Regions from separate parts of the Mus musculus genome. Here region 2 is linked to region 1. Evidence: chromatin contacts called from public Hi-C data. All regions are on one chromosome and are shown on one strand. The core of a region is the stretch at or near the end of the contact, and the rest is flanking DNA. Distances in the headings are between cores, read along the strand shown.

The links. Hi-C and Micro-C count contacts between places; a contact is called where the count stands out from the background.
Region 2: a Hi-C map of bone marrow-derived macrophages shows a contact between it and region 1, with 20 read pairs. The contact joins two enhancer-like sites. A contact is called at or near these places in 1 of 15 datasets of contacts at CTCF or cohesin (large pre-B cells), 3 of 484 Hi-C or Micro-C datasets (bone marrow-derived macrophages, embryonic fibroblasts and nephron progenitors), 1 of 115 datasets of contacts at active chromatin or transcription factors (bone marrow-derived macrophages) and 1 of 9 other capture datasets (embryonic stem cells).

The regions. Positions count from the first base shown.
Region 1 is chr8:125,406,435-125,413,833 of GRCm38.p6, reverse strand. No RefSeq gene overlaps it. Among named protein-coding and RNA genes, the nearest start is that of Gm30713, 24 kb to the right of the region's middle. Within about 2 kb of position 3,078, at least 36 of the 459 cell types and tissues checked have an H3K27ac peak or open chromatin away from gene starts, as enhancers often do. A contact at or near this core is called in bone marrow-derived macrophages, where this site is marked.
Region 2 is chr8:125,866,444-125,873,842 of GRCm38.p6, reverse strand. All of the region lies in intron 8 of Pcnx2 (pecanex homolog 2), which reads left to right. Among named protein-coding and RNA genes, the nearest start is that of Gm46061, 18 kb to the right of the region's middle. Within about 2 kb of position 2,837, at least 67 of the 459 cell types and tissues checked have an H3K27ac peak or open chromatin away from gene starts, as enhancers often do. A contact at or near this core is called in bone marrow-derived macrophages, where this site is marked.

The DNA.
Region 1 (7,399 bases), core at 1,829-4,328:
CCAGCTTTCTCAGTCTGTGTTTCCTGACTGCAGATGCCATGCGACCAGCCGCCACCTCAGGACACAGGCATGCTACTGCCTTGCTGCCTTTCCCCCTGGGAAGGACCACAGCCCCTGACTGAAATAATCCCGTCCATTGGTCACAGCAGTGAGGGGAGTAAGACAGCATCCAACAGAGCATTATTCAGCCTTATAAAGAAAGATGGCCATGTGTTTTAATATGGATGTGGACATTATGCAAAGTGAGATAAGCCAGCAGCCCAGACCAGTGATCATGTGACCCCTCTTATAGGAAGTGTGGGTATTGGAGCGGTCAGACTCACATATACAGAAAACGGAGCTGCAGAGCCCAGGGAAGGGAGGGAAATGGTGCTCGTAGGAAACTGGAAATCCCACTGAGGAGCCCCCTGGGTGCCTGGGAAGCTCAGCTCTGGGTCCACAGGAAGAGCAACAGGGAAGAGAAGCCTCTCTGAAGAGTGATTAACTTAGTAATTAGTGAATCGATGCAGCGAGGGGGAGGAATGGTTCTGCAACGTTTGCTCTGGGCCCTAAACTTTAACATTTAACTCTGCGGCATCTGGTAGGATGAGTTGTGGAGTGAGATCAGCCGCAGAAGCAGCAGGGAGGGGATTAGAGACACAGAGCTTCCGGGAGAAGGAGAGGGACCACACTTCAAAGGAGACCAGCTACTGTGAGAAGTCGCTGGTGCTCATGGGGCAGGAGGAACAAGTCCTCACTTGGGTAAAACCAGATGTAGACAGAAGGGAGAGATGAAGCATTTGGGAGAGCAGATTAACAGCATGGCCTTTGGAAAGGCAGTCCTCAAAGGGAGGAAGGGCTAGTGAACAGAAAGGGCCCTGGAGGCTTGCATTCTGACTAAAATGTCTGCACTTAGAATTTGATTAACCTGTGTATGTTAGGACAAGTGAGACCCTGTAAGTCAAAATTTAGGTGTATGTTTGTACGTGTGCACGTGTGTGTGTGTGTGTGTGTGTGTGTGTGTGTGTGTGCCAGAAGTCCTCAATGGTGGCTGTCTTCCTCACTTGTTCTCTACATCATCATCATCACCACCACCACCACCACCATCATCACCATCATCATTTTGAGATAGGCTCTTCCTGAATCTGAAGCTCGCCAGTTTGACCAGACTGTCTGCTGTCAGCTCCAGGGATTCTCTTTTCTCCAGTTTTCTAATGCTAGGATTTCAGATGGCTGCCACTGTTGTGGGGTATCCCACCAGAGAAGACTCCTGGGATGTGGGTTCAAGCCAGTAGAAAGTCACTCTGAGCCAGGCAGCGACTACACTATGTTAGGGATCCCAGTGAGACTATCTCAGGGTGAGGGTTTAAGCACAAAACTCATATTCTGGGTTGGCACACTTCAGATAACAAGAACAGTTAGCCAGAAGTGGAATTATAGAGGCCAAAAGAAAAAGTTATATTTAGAGACTTTCCCAGAACTGTGGGCTTTGATGGATTAGGTCTTTGTTTTCATTTTGGCAGGTGGTGCTGTCTACATGCTGTGTTTTATGTCCTGAATGGTCCATCATGGAGTCAGTTGTGCTAAGGCCTGGGAGTCTACTAAGGTCTAGGACTCTATTACAGCCACTATTTCTGGTGTGTGTGTGTGTGTGTGTGTGTGTGTGTAAGGGCAGGGGTGCTGAGAGTAAAACCAGGTCCCCATACTTCCAGGGTACCCTTAATTCCAGGCTGATCCCCACCCTGATCCAGGATCTTAGGAACATTGAATTCCTGAGAAATTACAGCACAGGTGAAGAACAATTGTGTCATGATTCCCCATGGCCATGTCATCATTTCAGAGATGCTGGGGCCACCACCCCCATCCTGTTTGATCCTGAGAGGGAAGCATGGCTCAGCCCTGAACACAGCTGACAGCCAGCAAGGAGGCAGGTGGGGTCTGTGCTATGGGTGGACATTGGGTCAGAGCCATCCTACCTACAACCTCTTGGAACTTCCTGCACTTGAACATCTACTGGTACAAACAGCTGGTGTCTCATGCAGAGTAATAAGACACCAATTAACTGTGTGTCCCTGCAGAACCTCTGGGCTCCTGTGAGTCCTTGCTCATGTGTGAGTCCTGGGAGGTGTCCACAGGAGCCTTGAGTGCCAAGAACATGGGAGGATTAAATGCGTACTTCATTTGGGCAGGGCCACATTGGCCAGAAGGGAACGTAGACTGCTCCTGTGTCCCTGGCTACTCATTCTATTGTTGGCCCTTGAGCTTGACCACTCGTGGCTTCCCTTTGCTGGCCTTTGCCTGGCTGAGGTGAATTTGGAGTTAGAGCCTCAACAGAAGAAGTCTGAGGAAGATCATGTGACCATCAGCCCAACTCTTTGCCTTTTGCAAGGTGGGTGGCCTCTCTGAGGAGCAGAGTGACCACAGCTGGGTGCCTTAAGGCATGAAGCTCTCAATTCAAAGTTAGCACGAGGAGTACATTTGCTTTCTCAGCAGACCTGGATAAAGTTCTGCTGTGTGGATTCTTTGTCTTGTAGAAAGACATCTCTGGGAAGAGAGTTCTCGATCAGTACTTAAGCTCTGAGGAAGCTGAGTTCCATACTCCTGGTCTCTAACGGGCCCAGACCCCCACACCATAGCTCCCGCTTTCTATCTTTCTCAGCTCACCGCTGACTCCATTTCAGTAGGGGATGAACCCTTCCTATGGTGTAGACACTGTTCCCTGAGCTGGGGCACCATGCAACGGGTCTCTCAGGAGGTAGCAGCATGGAAGGACCACCTTATCAAGGGAGGGACCAGGCTACAGCAGGGAGTATGCAGGGCCATAGAACTAGGTCCAGCCTACTGCTTCTCTGCTCTCCCTGGCTCCTACTTCCTGCTCCATGGCTGAGAAGCAGAAGAATCAGGGCCACTGCCAGGAAGAGCCGCCTGAGAGCCAGGGTTCGTGAGAACAGAACTCCATATTAACTGTGTAAACACACTTGGATCTCGTGCCCCAGACCACAGGGACTGTGCATTGATGTTTCTCTTTTAAAACCAGCAAGGCCCATGTTTGCATAGTGGTGCTCGGGCACATGGCAGGGCAGATGGCTGTGAGTCATTGTCGTGGGGATGGTGAGTGGCCTCAGCAGCCACCAGCACCCTTGGGACCAGACTGTTCCTTTAAGCTAGTGTATTAGTTATTTTCTTGTCAGGATGACCAAACTCCTTACAGGAAGTAACTTAAGGGAAGAAAGGCTTATTTTCAGATCAAGGATTCAGAGAGTTATCTGGTCATCCATTTTGGAGGGAATGGCACCGTAGAAGCCGGATGCAGCAGGTCACCCTGTGTCTGGGGTCCGGAAACATGACAGACAGGAGCAAAGCTGAACTCTCAGACCAAAATGCTTCATTCTCCCACAGAGTTCTATAACCGTCCCCAAACAGAACACTGTCTAGAGACCAAGTGTACTGGCTGGTTTTGTGTGTCAACTTGACACAAGCTGGAGTTATCACAGATAAAGGAGCCTCCCTCGAGGAAATGCCTCCATGAGATCCAGCTGTAAGGCATTTTCTCAATTAGTGATCAAGGGGGGAGGGCCCAGCCCGTTGTGGGTGGTGCCATCCCTGAGCTGGTGGTCCTGGGTTCTATAAGAAAGCAAGCTGAGCAAGCCAGGAGAAGCAAGCCAGTAAGTAACATCCCTCCATGGCCTCTGCATCAGCTCCTGCTCCCTGACCTGCTTGGGTTCTAGTCCTGACTTCTTTTGGTGATGAACAGCAATGTAGAAGTGTAAGCCGAATAAACCCTTTCCTCCCCAACTTGCTTCTTGGCCTTGATGTTTGTGCGGGAATAGAATCCCTGACTAAGACACCAAGTGTTCCAACATACAAACCTGAGGCACACTTAAACCAAACTGAGTGCCTGGCCCAGCACTCCTGGGCAGTTGGGACCTGCAGCCTCTGCTCTGCCTTAGTGACACAGGGCCAGGTGGAAGGATGGCAGACTATGTGGCCTGTTCTCCCTCTGCTCCTAGAAAGTCAGGGCTGGATGACCTGCTGGCTCAGCCTAGACAGAGCAACAGTCACTTCACCTCCAGCATGCTCCTATCGTTCAATGCATTTAACCCCATAAAGAGCTGCTATGGCTGACCATCTGTGAGGAGTCCTTAGTAACAGGTGCTGGCTGGCGGTCAGGTGATCACTGAATTAGTTCCTTAATGCAGACAAACTTGAGAGAAAGAGAAAGTAACAGCTTTATCCCTCAGGACCGGAAAGAGCTTGGGTATTTTATACCCTTAGCCTTTCCGCATTAGATCTTTTAGATACCTGCCTCTCTATCTTCCCCACAATGTCTTCTGGGATCAGGAAGCTACCACAGGGAACCATGTTTCTTGTCTACCTGCCCCTCCCCCAGCTCCCCTTCACCTTGATGGCTCCCCCTGTGTATGCCAGCATCCTGCTTCTGGGTCAACACAGCTGCTCTCATTCATAGTGAGCAGACCCAGGGACATTCCTGCCCACAGGGCCAGTCAGCAGTCTCTGAGAAGTCATTTGAATTCCCAGACCCTGACTCCTCCCATGCCTGCTCCACCTCTGAAAGCTCAACCTTGTCTTCCAAAGAACTTCCTACCTGCTTCAAAATGGCTCACCAAACTTCCCAGGGTGGCCTGACATCTTCATCATCTCCAGGAAAAGAAGGAGGGAGGGAGGGAGAAAGGGAGGGGGGGTGAGGGAGGAAGAGAGAGAAGGAGGGAGAGGTCAGAACAAGAGACAGACTCAGGACCTGTGTGCTGGTCCCTATTTCAGCAGCAAGGCCAGAGGGACACTGAGACTCTAGGAAATGATTTGACCTCCTCCCCCACCACAACCACAATGTGCACAGATTTCTTCCGAGACCCCCACCTCCACCCCACATCAAGCTCTGTGATGAGAGCCCATGTCAGGATGCTGATCTTCAAGAGTTTGTGTGATGCTGGGCAAGATGCTCAGTCTCTCTGTGGCTCAGTTTCCCTGTGTATAAGTAAAAGTCGATAGTTTTAACTACTTCTTAATATGGCTGTGAGAATTGAGGATGCCTTTGGAAGGCATGCAGGAAAGCACCTACCAGCTGCTGGGATCGCCAGACACCTCACAGAATCCCAATGCTCTTCTGCAGTATCCCTGTCATTGGAGATGTTGAGCACTCAACAAATGTACTCTGACTTCTCAGAGACCTGGCATGGTGGGGCAAGTATGCAGGAATGGCCAGCTTCCACGTGTAAGAGGGTTGGTTCCCTCCCCTGAGCCCCAACCCCACCCCACCCCCACCCAACCCCGACCTGGCCCCGCCCCCAGCCCCACCCCATGTGATGCTGCTGGAGCCCTGAGGAGGAGGAGCTGCTTGGGAGGTCTTTAAGTCACTGGGGATGTGTCCTTGAAAGGGGTTGTGGGAACCCAGCCCCTTCCTCTCTCTTTGGCATCTTCCCTGGTGAGGTGAGCTAGTGTGTAGGGCCACAGGCTCCTGCCTTCATGGGCTACCTCCTCACTGGCTGATGGCACAGGGTCTCCCAATCTTAGCCTGGAACCATCCAAACTGAGCCAGAGTAAACTCTCTTTGTAAGTTGCTTATCTCAGGCAGATAGTGTCAGGAACTGCCTGGCACACTTGGCCTTCACACCTAGCTGGCCATGTTTTTATGGATCAGTCCCCCCCAACAAGCCTGTGGGGTTCCTCCCAAGACTATTCATACTTCCCTTTTCCTTAGCACAGCACCAGACACTTGACAGGTCCTGGATGTTTGGGGGAGAAGGAATCCAGGTAGCTGGGCATCTCACTCAGGCCCAGGGACGTGCATCCTCACCAGGCCACCCGAGGCCACATTAGCTCAGCTCTCTTTGTTGGCAGCCTTTCCCACTGCCCGCTCGAGGGGACAAGTGGCACAGCTGGAGGAGAGCTGAGCTGTCAGTGTTACCATCAATAATGAAACAGCGTCTCTCTTCTCAAGGGGCCTCTCATCTCCACGGCACTGAGCAAACACGAGGAGGCACAGTAGCTGGTGCCCCTGCGAGGGAGCATAGTTCCAGCTGAGTCTCGAGCCTTGTCCTCAGAGTCAGCAGAGCACAGAGTGGAGAGTGGCCCCCAGCTGAGCCCAGTAGATCAGTCCTTGAGATCACAACCAATTTTGTGTATGCCTGAGTGTGTGCCTGGCCAGTGTGTACATATACATGTACCTGTGTGCACATGTATGTCTGCTGCATGCCTGTCCCTATGTGGGCATATCTGCATGTATGTGTACATGTGTGCCTGTATGAACATGTGTGTCTTTGCATATATCCCTATATTGGCATGTCTGTAATTTTGTATGTGTGTCCCTGTGTGAGCATATGTGTGCAGGTGTGGATGTGTTTACATGTATACATGTAATACATGTGTATATATCATTATGCCTATGCAGGAATGATCATGTATGTATGTGTGCATGTGTATGTGTATTTCTGTATATGCACATGTATCGCCATGTGTTTGTGAATACATGTGCATGCAAATGCATGTGTGCCTATTTGTGTGCACATACAAGTATGTGTGGTATGTATAGTGATTGCCCATGTATGTAAACATGTATGACTCTATGTGTATCGAAATCATTTCACACGTTTAAACTTTCTCAAGCTGGACATGGTGCTTCTTACCTGTGACCTCAGAACTGAGAAGGCTGAGACAGAGGATTGCTGCAAGCTGGAGACCAAACTTGACTGAACAGTTCATTCTAAGTCCATCTGGGCTATAGTGAGACCTTGTGTCTTCCCCATCGCCAACTCATTAAAGACCAAACCCAAGTGACTCACTCTCCTCTTCAAGGTTGTTCAACTTCCTGGAGACAAGAGCCCCTGCTGGTCCTAAACAGATAAGCAGGGCCAAGCTAAGAGAAACAAGCTTTCAAAGGCAGGACTGCCAGAGCAACCAACCAAAGCTTCCTGCTCCCAGCCCCAGCCCAGGGGCATCCCTGTTCCCAGAGTACCCAGTCTCCAGGGCTCTCCCCATGCACTGTCAGCTTGAGAGTCTCAGCCAATGGCTGAAGGGAGAATTCGCTGGAACACCTGTCCCCTGTGCAGCGAGCCAAACCTGCCTCACACTTCCATTCTCTGCATTCACTGTCTTCCCCCAGCCCTGCCTCTCCACATATTACCAGGCTGTTAGGATGACCTGATGGTTGTCAAGGTCACAGAGTCCTGGTAGATCATGAGAATGGCTCTTGGACAGAGGAGGGGGTGCAGAGGATTGGGCAAAGTCCCCTGTGACCAGCAGCTTAGCAACTGGAATCTCCAGTTCTCTGAAGTGCTTTGACAGCAGGCTGGAGGGTTCGTCCCATTCATTCTGTGAGCTGGGATCCTGGCTCCCGCTTCCTTATCTGCTACTGCCTGGACGTTCAGAGTCTGTTGCTATTTGTTCTGGATACCGACTCCTG
Region 2 (7,399 bases), core at 1,588-4,087, 460 kb before region 1:
TCCCAGAGGCAGGGTGGTATATTCTTCTGCTAAATTCAGAACAAATGGAAGCCTCTTATTTTATCCCATAGTAAAGTCATGAGCTTTGCTTTTGTTTGTTTCCTCTGAATAAATATACTCTACTTTCTTTACACACACACATGCACACACACATGTATTCACACGTGAATGAAGACATACATGTGTACACACATGCACACACAAGCACATATACATATGCATGCATGCATACTCACATGAATGCACATACATGCACACATGTGTGTATACACACATGTAAACACATGAATGCACACATGTGTACACACATGCACACATATGCACACATGCATGCAAACACACTCTTGTACAGCATTCAGGACAGTGCTCTCTGTGGAGGTCACTCCACGGTGTCAGGTTTCTTCTGCCTAGAAAAGAAGGACAAAGTTATGCTTACCTTTCCTGGCAGTCAACCCTTGGCATTTCCTGGCATCTGGCCAGGAGGAAGCCCGTTCTCAGCAGGTGCACTGTACCTGATTGTGAAGTGGGCATCTAAGAGCATGGTGTCCCCCTAGCAGCCTGTGATCCAACACCTTGGCACCTAAGGCAGCTTTGGCGTGTGTACTTCTGTCACTTCTGTCTCTAGCTCTTAAGGCTGTTAAGTTCTGAAGCCTCCCACCCACAGCAAATGCAGATATTGACTTTGAGATTGGAAGGGAGCCTGGTTAGGACTCCATGAGCACACCATAGAAGGTACTGGAAGAAAAACAGCTCTTTCCCTCTAAGGTGGCCTCAGTGGCTGGGAGTACCTCCAACTAGCTTGTAAAACTGCTGGATCCCATTACTGGCTGGAAGGTGACTCTCTCAGCCATTGTGAGGCCTGGTCTTCACGTAACTGTTTTATGTCCCAGATGCTCTGCTCTGAATGGGGACTTGTGAACCATGTAACTTCCGTGTCTCTTTGGGAATTCCTGGAGGAAGCTGAGAGAGGAAGTTCATTTCCCTTCCTGGCTCCCTCAAACACTGTGAGACCAGCCCCCCTCCCCCCCACCACCACCACCGCAGAGGCTCACAGAGCACCCTGAGTCACACGCTAGCTGTTCTTCAAGCAGGCGCCTCTGGGAAGGATATCTGACTGCTCTGCTCTCCCCAGAAACCTGAATCACAGCATCTCCGGGGGCTGCTGGGAAATCCTGCCTGACAGTAAATCCGCTTTGTGTTTAACTGACCAGAACACAGGACTGATTTACTAGTTCAGAGCCCAAAGTGAGCTGATCTGCCTGAAAACTGATCTGGACGCAGGTCATCAGCCCAGGAAATGGAAGAAGTTGCCTGAAAGGCTAACAAATCTTCAGGGTTGAAATGATTCTCACTGCACGTCAGACATCCACTACTCCTTTATAGGCTTTGTAACTAAAATTTCACTCTCCACCCCATGCATGAGTGTATGTGTGTGCACACGTGTGCGCGTGCATGTGTGTGGTGTGTGTGTGTGTGTGTGTACACATGCACACATGTGCATGTGCAGTGCATATATAGGCCAGAAGGGAACTTTAAATCTCACTTGAGACAGAGTTTCTCATTGGCCTGGAGTTCTCCTAGCAGGCCAGGCTGGTGATGAGCCCCAGGAACACACGCCTGTCTCTGTCTCCTGAGTGTTGGGATTACAAGCTCACCTCAACAAACTTCACTGTGTGGGTTCTGGGATCAGAACCCGGGTCCCCAAACTTGCAGGGCAGGCACTTCATCGGCTGAGCCTTTGCTTGGTTTTTGCTTGGTTTTGTTTGGTTTTTGAGACATGCAGCCCAGGATGGTCTTGAACTTTGATTCTCCCTGCCTCTGTTTCCAGTTTCTGGGCTGACTGCCATGCACCACTAAGCTAGAGTGAGAGCTTCTGCTCTTCGTCCCATGAAAATTTGTCTACAAATGTTCTCCTTTGACAGACCCAAACCTTGAAGTTAACACTGCTCCCACATCACCTCTCATGGGCCATCCACCTTGTATTTCCTTTTTTGAGACCTGAGCCTCACCAAGTAGGCTGGGCTTCCCGGCCAGTGTGTGCCACCGATCCACCTCCCTCTGCCTCCTGAGTGCTGACACACCACTCCTGACTTTTGTATGTGGGTTCTGGGCCTCACACTCAGGGTCTTGTGTGTGTGTGGCAAGCGCTGTATCGACTGAGCCGTCTCCTCAGACCGTAGCTGCACCTGGCTTCCGAAGATGGGAAGCAGACAGAGACATTCCAGAAATAATCACCCGTTTTTTTGTTTTTGTTTTTGTTTTTGTTTTTTTGTTTTTGTTTTTTGTTTTTTTTTTGTTTTTTGTTTTTTGTTTTTTTTTTTTTTGTTTTGTTTTTTTTGCTTTATTCCAAGGAAGTGAAGACCTTGAGTTTGGAAAGACAGGGGTGGGGACAGCTGTGGTGAGACTGATGGGTGCTCAGAACAGGGAGATGTGGGGCTCCTCAGTGAACCCCACCAGCTGCCCTTTTGACAGCTCTCTTTGAGGATATTTATCCTCAAGCAAAGAGCGGTGTCACTGTTGGTTTGAAGATAAGTGTTTGCTGCATCAGGGTTAGAGACTTGGAAATTCTTGCCGGCTTTGATCACACAGAGGGGGGTGGGGGTGGGGGGATGGTCCCGGAGCAGGCCTTCCTGTGGTTTCTCCCACACCCTCTCTGAGGTGTGGTTTCTCAGTCTTTGTTGATCTCTCCTCGTCCTGGACTGGTCCTCATCCCGGGGTCTCACTCAGACACGTGGTTAAGAGGTGCTATTTCTCTCCAGGCCCCAGAGTTCCAGGAATAAAATTCCAAGCGGAAGCTGAGGCTTTGTGGCTGCACACACCCCCGGCTGCCACATGAGGGCACTCTCCATCCACTTGATTTCCCTCTGCAGCCTCTCAGAGGCTTCCCTTTATTTGTGCTGTCTTATGAAAGGGGAGTTGATCCCACATCAAAGCCCTCTCCCTGTTAGAAACCTCCCTCCCATCCCCCATCAGGCTGATGTCCTTTAGTGTCCTCTACAGCCAGTGAGCCTGTTACACTAACTTCTGTCCTAAGGCATCCCTCCCCACCCCCTTCCCACCCATCCCACAGTTGAGTCGGGAGCCTTGGGAAGGACAGGCAGAAAAGATAAGGTCTCCAGGGGGGCAGAAAACACTTGTTTTACAATCTGGTGAGGATAAGGAATTTCCGGCGATACTTTCTCTGTCACTGGGAGAAAGCAGCACTGGCCTTGGATTGTTCTTGCAGCTTCCCCAGATGGGTAGGACAACGTTAGGAACACAGGGACTCTAACCACTTTCCGTTTACCCCAGACCCAGCCCTGTCCCACCCAGCCCAGCAGAGATGCCAATTTGGAACAGAGCCTCATACTGTGTAACCCAGATTAGCCTCAGACTTCCAGCTATCCCCCTGCCTTAGTCACCCAAATGCTGGAATTCCAGGTTGGAGCCACCAGGGCCCAGCTCAGCTTCAGCCTCTTTGTTCCCTTCCGGGGCTGGTTCGTTCTTGTCACCCCTACACCACCAACCTCCCCCCTCATGTTTCTCTGAGTGCTCCAGCCTCTGCTTTGACCCTGAGGAGAACTAGTTGACCTGAGACCAACCCAGCCTCAGGCTGATGGAGACCTGGTGGTGTCACTGAGAAGGTCATTCCAGAGAGTGGGCTCTCTCCATCCCTCAGATGTTTCAGAGGAGGTGGGAACGTCCCTTGACATCCCTAATAAACAGTCCTGGAATAAATGTTTATTAATGCAGCAGAGAGCACTGGTCTCATGATCCTTTAATGCTGTAGCCGCCACAGCCTAGAGGAAGAGGATAGGCCCTGGAGGAGCAGCTCCATTTGAGGTACAGTCTTGCTAATCACAGGCTTGTCCCTCCAGGCTGCCCAGGAGCCAGCAGAGGTGACAGTGTGTGCTTGTGATAAGGGCCCAGCCACATCTAGTGAAAATAGTTCCTTGAGAGGGAAGCTGATCTGTTGTTTGAGTCTTTGTTAGATAATGATGAATGAATGCTGGACCTTCTTCACCATTGCAGTCGGAGCCAAGGCATTATCTATGGGAAGGCTGGCAGCCATCTTGCTACCTAACAGGGAGACTCAGGCCAAGTTCCTCATCAAGACGCAACAGCGAGACCAGAACCTCTTACTTACTTGTGCCTGACGTAGAGGCTCCATCAGGACGTTCTGTTCAGTCCGTTCTAGTTCCTACACCCCTAGGAAGGAAACGCCTGTCTCTCTCTCTCTCGGGCATAGAACCAAGGTGGCCAAGCCATGTGCTTTAAGCCGAGGCAGTCAGCAGTACAGCACTGGTTTGGATCCATTCCTGTTTATGACATAGTATTTTGCAATTAGAAGCATGCTTGCTAATGTGCAGGAACCGAGCCCAGAAGTAGTCCCTCCTTAGAGTACCACATCTTGGCAGGAAGCATCAGCAGGTGTGTATCTAGAAGAGCTGTTTCTAGCACCTTCTGTAGCAGTCAGCAGTAGAAGATCCATATACCTCTAGCTCCCCCATGTGTGGTGTGGTCCCCTTTCCTGCCCGTATGTCAGCCTGACCTCTCTCACCTGAAACGTAGCCTAGTTAGTTTCTTGGCTTCCATGCAGTTCTCACACAGCAAACTTCCGAGTCTCTGTCCTATCCAATCAAGGAGCCCCCATTTTGATCTTATCTCACTACAAGGTTCCAGAGCAGCGTCACTCAGTGCTGTCCATGTAAACAGAGTCGAAGTGAAAAGCTGTCCTGATAAATCCGGCGGGCCACTCCATCAGTGGGAGGTGTGGTGAGCTGATCAGCAGGGAGAGCGCTCACAAGGGAGCAGACATTCCGGAGAACATAGTGTGCTAGTGAGCCGTTCTCACGGCTGTGACCAAGAACCTGACAGCAGAGAGTTGACAGGGGGAGGATTGATTCCACCTCGTGGTATCAGAGGGAACCACCGTCCATCATGTTAGGGTAGACAATACAGAAGCGTTCTTCACTTTCTAGTAGGCCAGGAAACAGACTGAATGGCGAGCAGGCCTGGACTATAACCTTCACATTCCACCACCCCCAGGGTCTCACTTCCTCCAGCAAAGGCTCCACCTCCCAAAGGTTTCACAGCCCCTCAAAAACAGCGCCACCAGGTGGAGAGCGAGTGTCCAAACACATGAGTCTTTGAGGGGCCTATTTGAGTTCCAGACTGTAAGAAACGGGTCAGCACACTCTGCTCTGGCAGATGAACTGAGTTTCATCCCCAAACCATGAATGCAGGTTTGGAGTTTGGGGGTTCTGTCATATCTTCTTATCCTGTCTGAGTTTCATTCCCAGATCAGAAACACGGGTTCAGAGTTTTGGGGTTCTGTCACATTCTCTTACCCGGTCTGCACCTGGCATGGTTCTTTGTAAGAAAGGCTTCATTGAATCATCTCTAGTCACAAATTCCGTCATACAAGAATAGAAGATTCGTGTGTGTGTGTTTGTGACAGAGAGACAGAGAGAGGAATGGAGAGAGGGAGAGAGGGAGAGGGAGAGAGGGAAACTAAATGAACACAGAAGTCAGGAGATGAGAAGGGAAGGGTCGTGGGAGTATAGTGAGCAGTAGAGGTTAGAGGTCAGTACACATTGCTGACACACCGCTTCCCTCTATCAACACAATCTGCACTGCAGGCTACCGAAGTCTCAACTCAGAACGAAACACGTTGTCTTGGAAAGTAAGGCATTTTGGCTGGGGAGATGGCTAGCCCATAACCACCAGCCGCACAGTCTGAATCCTGCCCCTAAATTCACATAGAAAAGCTGGGCATAGTGACAGCACTGGGGACGGTAGAGCATGGGGCTGGCCAGCCAGCTAGCCTAGATGGACTGCCAAGTTTCAGGTCAAAAGTGAGGGACCTTGTCTCAAAAAGTATGTCGGAAAGGGGCCGGCAAGATGGCTGACAGAGCTCATCATGCAGTTGGAGGCTTGAGTCCTCTCCCTGCAACTCTCAGAAATACAGAAGGCAAATGTGGGGTTCCTCCACTAATAAAATAATGAAGGTGGGTGTCACCTGAAGACGAACACCCAGGGTTGACCTCTGCTTCCACATGAATGCACACACGTGTGAATAAGTGTGAGAGCATGCACACACACACACACACACACCTCACACACAGGAGACAAGTTGCTTCTGAGTTTGCTGGGTCCCTTGTGAGTTAATCCAGAGGCTCAGTGCTCTCTATGTTCAAGGACCTAGCGGGTCCCTCGGCTCTGTGTTCCTCTGATCTGTATCTCACGGGGGCAAAGTGGCTGCTAGTAACTAAAGGTGCTTTAGTCATTATCATCTAAAAGCCAGAGAAAGTCAGCCCATTGCTTTTATTTTATTTTATAAGAATTAGAAAAGCTTGTTCATAAACTTCCCTGTCCCTAGGTGACTCCTTAGAACTTTGTTTTATATCCAGTCCAAGCCAAGTACTGGCTGGACGAATGGATGATGGGACCAGTCTTTTTACTAGGGCCAAGGATGGATAGAGTCTCTCTCGCATCCCTGACACACCTGGGTTAGCATGCAGTCTTAGCTGTTTGGGTAAAGTGGGGCTATGTTAGTAGGAGTTCCCTTAGAACAACCCCGAGCTAAGCAGACCAATAGGTGTCTCCTAAGCGTGTAAGCAGCTTGCCGAGAAGCCACATGGAGTGTGCCTGAGTTTTTGCTTTCTGAGCTGAAGCAAGGACTGAGGCCTGAAGTGAAGATGGCTCATCCAGTCAGAGCACTTACAGCTCTTGCCAAGGATCCGCGTACAGTTCCTGGCATCCATATCAGACCGTCCACAACTGCCTGTAGCTCCGGGGGATCAGCCATCCTCTTCTGGCCTCACTGGGTACTGCACACACACAGTGCTTGTGCACATAAACAGGCACATGAGTATACACACACACACACACACATATGCATACATACATACATGCATACACGCACATATAAATAATAATTACTTTAAAAGCTAAAAGAGCCAGTACTGCAGTTATTCAAAGAGCTGCATTAAGTCTCGTCAACCCATGTATGATTTAAGACAGACACTTAAGCTGTTTGACAAAGGCCACTTTTCCAAGGACCGTGTCTGGCTACCAGAAGCATCTTCTTGTATGTAAGTGTGCTCTCTTGCTTTAGGGTGTTTGGGGTGATGCCGACAGAGTGCTGGGGTTCGGGATCCAGCAGAATGACGTAATTCCTTTTCCCATTACTGTGATCAAACCCCAGCAAAGGCAACTGGAGGAAGGAAGGGGTTTCCCTGGCTCACAGGTTGAGGGTGAGCTCCATCATGGTAAGGTGGGTGTGGCTGGGAAGCAGAGAGTGTTATGGTCATCCCACCTCTTTATTTATTTAGTCCAAGGCGTTAAGGATCACACACTGTTCCGGGCAGGTCTGCCTGCCTCCATCACCCCAATCTGGAAACTTCCTCTCCGACCT